2 separate regions of the Gossypium hirsutum genome follow, and region 2 is linked to region 1. A link is a contact called in public Hi-C data. All regions are on one chromosome and are shown on one strand. Each heading gives the region's core, a stretch centred on a gene start, on an enhancer-like site or on the middle of the called end of the contact. The rest is flanking DNA. Distances are from core to core; before and after follow the strand shown. Region 1 has its middle 18 kb from the start of LOC107913069. Region 2 holds the start of LOC107949236 (GDSL esterase/lipase At1g54790).

Region 1 (4,946 bases), core at 323-2,822:
TGATTACAAGGTTTAAATCCAAAGCTGCTTCTTCTTCTTCTTCTCATCATCATCTTAAACCCCAAGCTGGTTTGTAAGAGCAGAGGCAGACGGTCTTGAGGGATGAGGGGGACTTGGGCCACCCAAATTTTTTGAAAAATTTCGATTGATCATCAATTATTTTTGAAATTTTTAAAAAAAATTTAATTAGTTACTTCAATTTTTTTGTCGATTTTCATCAGACTTCGAAAAAATGTGAAAGTTTTAGTTAGATCTAAAAAGAAAAAATTCACATTAAATACCCCAAAATTTAGTTAAACCCCCTCAAAAAATCTTAACGTTAAGATCCAGACAGTTGGATGAACAATATGATAAAACTAAACAAAAGTAGGTGAAAAAGAGAGAAAAAAAGTTTGAAACACAAGGCCAAAGGGAATAAATTAAATTTGGCAGTAAACGTACGACATATGATAAAGAATATAAGTAAATACATTTGATAAAAAATATTAAATGCTTTCTAGTAATTTCTATCATGTTTCTATTAAAATTGAAAAATAGTAAAAAAATTCTAAAAATTTAAGTTAAACCCCTCAAAAAATCTCAACGCCGTGATCCGCCACCGACATTGGATGAGCAATATGACAAAAATAAACAAAAGAACATGAAGAAATAAATTAAAAATGGCAGATAGAAATTTCCATAAAAAAGAAAAAAAAAAAAAGGGCGTGGGACAAAGGAGCTTTTAACAAATAAAAGAAAGGCAAGTGCTTGGGTTTGATAAAGATAGTTGTCTAATGCGTACCATGCATATGTAATATTGCCAATGTGAGTTAACAGTACATTATAAAGTTTGTAGCTTCCATGAAAATAGCACGTCAATTGGACTTCAACTGTCTGCCTATGTACGAAACCTCAATTCTATCACATCACATTACCCACTTTTACATGTATGAGTTTATTTTATTATACAAAATTAAATAATTTTATATTTTTAGATTAACCATGTCTAGTGAGATTAAAAAGAGTGAGAGAGAGTTTTTCAGAAATCTCAATATACACAAATCTTCAACAAATTTCATATTTACGGTGTTTGTGGCTTATTAGAAGTTCTCTAAATGTAAAGATCCTACATCAGAGGTTCGATCTTTATTATTTTGTTGCTTCCTTATATGACTTATGATCTTGGGACTATTGTTGAAAAAATTAGTGTTGGAATTCATGATTATTTATTTATTCGGATCTTACATTAGATTCATTTTAATAAAATAATAATTCGATATAATTTTAATAATTTCATAAACAGTAATTTAAACTTCTTTTTCTATTTTCTTTTTATTGGTAGAGTTGGCTTTTAATTATTATGGGAAAAGATTGTATGAAACAGTGACGCCACATCATATGTATTTTTAAAAAAAAAAATTAAATCCAAATTAAAATCTTAAAATTCGTAGTAAAATTACTGATGTGGCATAAAACTATTGATTCTAGTGTTGGCATTGAAACTCGAAAACACTACCATCATGATTCAGAGGCTGTGGTTTAAAAGAAGGGTTGAGCCCTGATGATGCAGTCCAGGCCTACATAGAGTTAGAGATTTGGACAAGATAATAAATGGCTGCCACAAAAATCCAAGAATGTTGTTCTGTATATACCCTTTGGCCCATTCTCTGTCTTAATGCATTTTTTTTATATAATTTTAGTATTTCTGTTATAATTTCAATCATTTTTAGTTTCTCATGTATATTTTCAATCATGTGGCTGCTTTATTATAAAAAAGAATGGTTGTCCAGTTGTACAAAAAATGTTATGGTCTGGTGACCTTTTGTTTTTTTGTTTTTATTTAAAAAAAACATCTAAAATTATTTTGGGAACTTGAATTTTAGAGTTTCAAATAATCTATTTAAAAATAAATGATTATTTATTAATGAATTTAAAATTCTAAAAATATTATTGGATTTGACAAATTTAGGTTTTTATGCTAAATTTCAATTAATTTGTTCATAATCTATGAATTTCATTCTTACCATTTACATAATAATGAAATAGAAATACAGATTTCCAAATTCATGTTCCAAACGGTGCAGAATGGAATTCACATTTTGGAAAATTGATGGATTAAAAACGATGAGATTATAGTAGAAGGATTAAGTCTGCTAAAAATGCATAATACGAGGAGCTTCTATACAAATTTATCTTCATTTGGTCCCTTATGTTTTCCATCCCAGTACAAAATCATAATCAAAGCTAAAAGAAGAAAGCACGAGTATAATTATTAAACCAATGAGAAGTAGAATAGACAAGGCGATGGGGATGTATATACTGAGTGAGAAACATACATACAACAATAACAATGAGATAGAATCATAGAAAGAGACCATTGTTACACACATGAATCAACTGAATTAAGGCACACACAAAACAATATAATCAATGTTTATTTATCATACCTTTTTAGTTGGTACATATATAGGATAGAATCTCCACCTTGTTCATGTCAAATTTGAATCACTTGAAGAAAGACTCACTTCTATCCTTGCTGCTCAAGGTGCTCTTGATCTTCCTTTTAGTCTGTTTTATGTAATCCGAGAAGTGATGATCCTTTCGACCACTACCATGTCCATGTCCACCCACTTTCTGGGAAATCTCACCGTTGTCCGGCTCCGGTGACGTGATCTTCCGCCTTGTTTCATGGATAAATTTAGCAAATATATCATCGTGGTTTTGGACTTGGCTTTTCCCATTACCCTTTGCTACACTAGGCTTCAACTTACTTCCTCCCAGCTGATGAGCATTACCAACTGAAGCAACTGGTTTTGGTTTCTCGGTTGGTGGGGCGGTGGCATAGTCGAACTTGATGGGAACTTCCGATCCTTGTTTACTCGAAGGTTTGGGTGGCTGTGGTGAATTTCGAGCTGTTGAAGATGGTGTTTGTTGGCGGTTGGAGATGCGACGAATTGTAGTGAAAGCAGGACCCAAAGTGATTGACCTAAAGATCTTCTCAAACACAACTTTGGGGCAACTGCTTTGATTCTTTTCCATTGATATGATACGAAATGGACAAGTGTTTTTACTAGGGTTTTTTTGGTGATGGAATGGCAAGAGATGCTTGTTTAAGATAGCTGAGCAAACACAGCAGTTTTATACTTGGCCGAAAGCTTAATAAATTCACTTAGGAAAGTGGGAAAGAATTATCATATTATTTTAAAACCAGGTAGCGTATAATATTATATCAATTGCCGTGTATCATGTGCAAAACAAAGCTAGGCTTAATGTGTTAAAATTGAAGAATTTAGACGGCAAGTTTAGGTTATGATTCTTAATTAATAATGCCTCATGTTAAAAAGGGATCACTTTTGTCATATTTTTCAAACTGATGCCATAGATCAAGATTCCAGGATCAAATTCCCTTCTTTTTCCCTATCCCCATAAACCAGAATCTAAACCAAAAAGCACAGCTTACAAAGTGCAAATCATTTCTCTCTCTTTTCTTTTTTTGACAAACCAATACATTCATAGATGTTCTTCATGATGAAAGGGAGAGAAAAGGAAGCAAAAGTTTGATGACTTTGGTGGTGATGAGAAATATAAAGGGTATCAGATTCAGTATCTGGGTTTTGAAAATTATGAACTTGTGAAAGTAAAAAAAGAAAAATCAGTAAAAAAAATTTGTCCTTTGAAAAAGGTGAACATGCCGAGTTACTTAAGATGAATGGACATCGAAACTTCCTTAAATGTTGAGTTTTATTATTGTTAAGTGTCAATGTTACTATTGGGTTCCAGACCAGACAGCCTTTGGTTTTGTTTATAATCTTAATTTCTTCAATAATATTCGTTTCACAAGTAAGGCATATGATAGAACCTGGATGTGTATTGGTGTTTGGTTAAAGACCACCTCTTTCAACTCTATTTATATAATATAATCAGAGTTTTGTTTCTAGACATCCCACTTTTAAATTTTAATCAATGAAAACTTGGCATGTTTTTCTCCCCCAATCGTACAATGATGCTTATAAAATATCATTGCATGAGCTTCTATGCCATTAATAAATTTGAATTTTAAATCATTTTTCTTTAAATTGATGAACCGAACTGACAATTGAAAATCAAAATCTGTCAACAATCCAAAAGTTGAGAAAATGGATTGAACCAATATGACAAAAACACCTTCTTGATGCCTTTTTTTGTGGCAAGTTGGGTTGAGGAGTGATGTGCAAATACACCAAGAAAAAAATAACATTTAAGTCGGTGTTTGAATAGCAAAGAGAAAATAAGGTAGAAGATGATAATGGTAGAATAAAAGTACGGATGAAGAAGTCATACACGAGGTTAAGTCGAGCTTTAGTATTTATAAGTGAACTTCGGGTTGAGTGCTAAAGGCCTAGATCTATGGATTAACCAATGATTGGCTAATGTGATGCCCTAGTGAGACGGACGTTAGCAACTCATGCCTTACCATGTCAAATTTGGCACACTTATTTTCTTTTCTAAAAAATTAAAACAGATTTTTGTCCTGACATTTATAGAAATAAATTAGTACTTGTGTATCGAGCTTTGGGAAATTGTCCAAATTGCGAAGAGTCTTTGGGAAAGTGCTTGGACATTGTGATAAATTTGAACCGAAGTATGAGGTTTTCAAGCCGCCAACCAATTGTTTTTCTCCGTTATTTTTCGTATTCACAATTGTTTAATGAGTGGACTTTAATTTAAATAATCGAACATAGGACAAAGATCGAAAATCCCTTGACAAAGCCTTGCACAAACCTGTACGTAAACCTGAAACCAAAATTTCAATTTCTAGATTAGAATTATAATGGTTGAATCATTACAATTATAATTGTTCTTAATTTAGAACCCTAATTCAAGAAAAAATAGAATTTATTTGAGTATAAGAAAATTTGCTCAAATACAATTTCACTAAATTTCTATAGAGTTTTCCCTCACATTTTCCATTATGTAAATTTTGAGTA
Region 2 (4,367 bases), core at 759-3,258, 82 kb after region 1:
ATTGTTGGTTGTTTTTTTAGGAATAAATATCAAAATTATACATGAATTTTGATTTTATATTAAAATTTTAATTAGATTTAATTTTCAAAAATCGTTGACAATATTATCAAATGAACACCATTTTTTGTTAGATATTACATACACAAACAATTATATTAATTTAATATGAAAATAAATGTATGTATTCTTTTCCTTAAATGCATATAATTAAATCAAAAATCAAAATTTTATGTATAAATTTGATAATTATCTCTTGATGAAATCGAATTTTTTGGTTTAGATCAAAATTGATGGGTCCGATTTTCATTTTACACAGATTCAGTACCGATCAAACTATAACTCTTTCAATGAACCCTTTTGGTTTTCTGCAGAACAAATTGTCTTTCTTTAAACACATTTTGCCCATAATTTCATCTATATTCTTCCCATTGTCATATGAAAACTGTGATCATAATCAATAAAAAGAGTACAAATCTAATACAAATTGATTTGGTCAGGTAAGAAATGGTGAATTCCTCAAATGAGGTGAATCAGAGTAGTTTCCTGTTAGTATTTCATCTGCAACAAATCCATTTGCAGCTTCAGTGTAATGAGTCCCATCCCAGTTTATATACTCAGCTGTATTATTACATGGATTTGCTGTCACAATGCTCCCGTTCAGATCCTTGGTTACACCACAAGCAATCCTAGTGTCGAAATTCAATGGCGGCCCACCGTAACCACAACATGCTGCTAATGGTTGCTGGAATCCTGAAAGCAAATCCGAATCGATTGGAGTAAAACATTGAAAGAAAAAAAATGATTAATGGCTTGCTTACCGTATAGAGAATAGTTTGAGATGAGGTTCAGCTTTATCGAGAAAATGTCGACATAAGTGATGTTAGCTTCAGGCGAATGTGCTAAGAACTGTAGGCACATATCGTGGAGTTTCTTGTTGAAAACGGTAGCCGCTCGGTTGTGTGAAGCAACGCAGCCGTGTTCGTCCAAGTTTGACGGTTTTTTCCCGAACGTAGCGATGATTCTCGGCAAGCATCCGAGGGGACCTGTGTTATGAACCCAGAAATTCCTTGCCCCTGCATCATATAATCTCTGACAAAAGAAAAATACAAAGCATCATAGTTATTCATCTGAACTAGAACTAGTATAATACTTTCAGTGTTGATTTAAGACAGGGCTAGAGAGAACAGAACCTTCATTCCATAGTTGAGTTCTGACATAAGCTTTGAAATGAAAGCAACAACTTGTTCATCCGATGCCGGAAAGTAGAATACGCCGTCGAGATCGTTCTGGCCGATATCAAATATGTAAAGGGCCTTGTTGAAATCATCTTCCGCAGGGAGATAATTCTGAAGCTCCTTGTCTGAAAAAAAAAACAAGAACCATTTTCAACTTGTCCCAAAAAAACATAGAAGCTTGTCCAATGATATGAACAGAGGTACCTTTAGAAAGCAATGTAAGAGCTCGATTCTTGAACCTGAAGAATTGAGATAACTGAAGATTAAAGGAAAAAGGGCTTGTTGAAGCCGCATTTGCAGGAAGAATGGTAGATCCTCCTGTAGCAAAATTGCACCCTGTTTGAAAACTAGGAGAGCCAACAGATTCCAAATATGGGTTCATGTAAGGAAGCTCCATTGCCTCCACTGCCAAAAAATAAAAAATAAAATCAGAAACTTAATGTGGATCATATGAATGCAATGGAAGGAAATGGAGGTACTTAGAAAATCAATGATCAAGCGACCATCACAGAATCTGCCAGAGGGTTCATGGAAGTAAGTTTCCCCATTAAATTGTGTCATGGGAAAAGCTTTTCCGGCAACTAATCCACCCGTGTCGGAATTCGAGTCACCGAAGTTGAACACCGCCGGATAATTTAAACTCAAGGGGATAACAGTAGGCCAAAAGGAACAAAGGAAAGCTAGTTTTAAAAGGGAATGAAGAATATACAGAAGAGCCATGGAAATGGGGGGAGCAGTGACAAAATCTTTGGCAAAAGCAAACAATAGTCTTGATTTCCTTATACTGGCAGGACACGTGATTATAAAAAGGTTGGTAGGATGTAGATTTCTTGTAGTTGAATTAAAGTGAAAATTAAATGAAGGGTCAATTTTATTTAACCTCAAGTTTCAACTCCGACAACACTAGTTTATTAAAACACTTCATGGCTAATATGTAATGCTAGGATGTCTTATATGCCCGAAGTTAATCCGTGAACAAAGGATTTGGACATATATTATCTCTGTTAAACAAAACAAAACACCTTTCCTGCTTCTCTCTTCCTTCCATGTTTTTATTATCATATTTAGTGGTAAGTTAAAAGTTTTAATCCTCCTGTTTCGAATTTCAAGTTAATCAAATCGAATCAACTCGAATAAGTAATTTTACAACTTGATAATTCGAATAACTTAAATAACAAATTAATGAAAATATCCCCAGAGTCCTTGACAATTTCAAAAATATGCAAATTGATTCCTCTAAAAAATACTAAAAATTCAAAATAATATTCAGAAAATCCAAAATGTTTGTAAAATATTTCTTTCCAAAAATTTTATAAATAAGTATTAAAAATACTAAAAATCTTTTAAAAATATAAAAATACTAAATTATATATATTTTTGCATTAAACAAGTAAATTATCAAATCAAGTTTATCATACTAATTATCTTGTTTTCTTCTTTTATTTTGTTTTAAAAGAATTTTGAAATACACATTATATTTATGTTCTTTAACTTGGAATTTAGTCATATGGTCGACAAGATTTCAATATGGTCGGTTTAATTTTTTTAATTTAACTCGAACAAATTTATTTGATTCAAATCACATTTTACTAGATTTAATTCGAAAGAAATTCAAATCAAGTTAAGATGATAAAATAGAATTCATAAATTCAAATTTTTTTTACTCAACTCAACTTGATTCGGTTGGATGCTCACCCCTATGAACTTGATCCAAATGTTTGGAGAAGAATTTGGTAAAATGCTTAAGAGGGTCATTATATATAGTTATATTAATTTCATTTAGTAATTTTAAAAAAAGATCCTTGTTTTTATCAAACTTTTCATGCAAGAAGTACAGTTTCAGCCTTAAAGTTGGCTCTTACAGGATTTACTCACAAAGGAACAGAGAGATTTAAGTTAGGGAGAAATGATGGGAGAAGGGGAGATTACCCCAAAGAAAGAACAACAGCTAAAATGTAAGCTAAGTCTAGAACTGTACTTGTTTAATTAAAGGAAACGAGCTACAATGACAAAATTGCATCTTTTATACAATATATGAAGGTGTTTTTTTACTTGACCAGCTAGCAATATATTTAGATGAGGATTTGAGCTGAGTTTGGAACCCAAGAGTAAAATTATAAGGCCACAGTCCATGCTGTATGGATAGCTGATGCAGTGCTTCAAGGCCCAAAATGAGAGCTCGAGTAAGCGGCCATTACTGGCTAACCAACGAAACTCAATTGCTACTAAAATAAGTAATTGAATAGTCGGCTCTCCGCTCCATCAAGTTTTCTTTTTCATCGCATCTAAGCCAAACCCAGAAACCCCTCCCCTCTCCTTCTACGCAGAGGAATCAAAATCATGGTATTCTTCTTTTTGGGGCCTCCCAAACCTTCATATGACATATGTTTGTTCTCATTCAATTGAGTTCGTAACTGTGTTCTTCTATTCGTTCTCCAATGGGCGTCCTTTTGATTTATTATTTCTTTTTTTATTATGATTGGTGCAGTTGTTCTTTTCGTATTTCAAAGACTTGGTGGGAAGAGAAGTGACGGTGGAGCTGAAGAACGATTTGGCTATCAGAGGAACCCTTCATTCCGTTGATCAATACCTCAATATCAAGCTCGAGAATACTAGGGTTGTCGATCAAGACAAGTATCCTCACATGGTATTCCCCTTTTCCTTTCCTTTTCTTTTTTTCATGGGTATTTATGAACGAATTACTTAGCTTGTCTAACAAAAGCTAGGGTTTCTTTTTCCTTTCTTTTCATTTTAGTCGTTACTTGGAAGAAATGATTTGGGTATTCTACGTTCCTACTTTTCTTTCGCCCCAATCTGCCTTTTTCTTCTTCTTCTTCTTCTTTTTAAACAGGGGGCATGATTGAAGCTGAATTCAGGGTTTATTCGGTTTCTTGTATGCCCTGCCTTCCCTTTCTGATTGTTTATTTGAATTTTATTTTGTATCTGATTTTGTACTGAATATCTACCACTTTAATTCGTTCCAATGTAGCTGCTTCATGAATTCTCTGTTAACTAGTTAGTAGTTCACGTTGTTTTAATCCTCCAATAGTATAGAAACGATGAGCCTAAAAAAGATTTCTGTTCTTCTGTTATCAGCAATTGTTCTTTTTTTCTATTCTGCTTTGCATAAAC

What was found. A called contact is a pair of places that touch in the nucleus more often than the background predicts.
Region 2: a contact with region 1 is called in a Hi-C map of leaf, with 6 times the contacts expected there. The contact joins the promoter of LOC107949236 here to the enhancer-like site in region 1. A contact is called at or near these places in 13 of 34 Hi-C or Micro-C datasets (anther, callus, hypocotyl and 3 more).

Annotation. Positions count from the first base shown.
Region 1 is chrD08:11,017,474-11,022,419 of Gossypium_hirsutum_v2.1, forward strand. No RefSeq gene overlaps it. Among protein-coding and RNA genes, the nearest start is that of LOC107913069, 18 kb to the left of the region's middle. Within about 2 kb of position 1,573, at least 2 of the 9 cell types and tissues checked have an H3K27ac peak or open chromatin away from gene starts, as enhancers often do. A contact at or near this core is called in hypocotyl and leaf, where this site is marked.
Region 2 is chrD08:11,099,221-11,103,587 of Gossypium_hirsutum_v2.1, forward strand. LOC107949236 (GDSL esterase/lipase At1g54790) reads right to left here and starts at 2,009. Exons shown (of 5, transcript XM_016883981.2): 1 at 1,715-2,009; 2 at 1,440-1,640; 3 at 1,191-1,360; 4 at 819-1,089; 5 at 435-750. The coding sequence starts at 1,955. The coding sequence ends at 494. It overlaps LOC107949227 (sm-like protein LSM2), which reads left to right and starts at 3,343. Exons shown (of 3, transcript XM_016883974.2): 1 at 3,343-3,578; 2 at 3,724-3,882. The coding sequence starts at 3,576.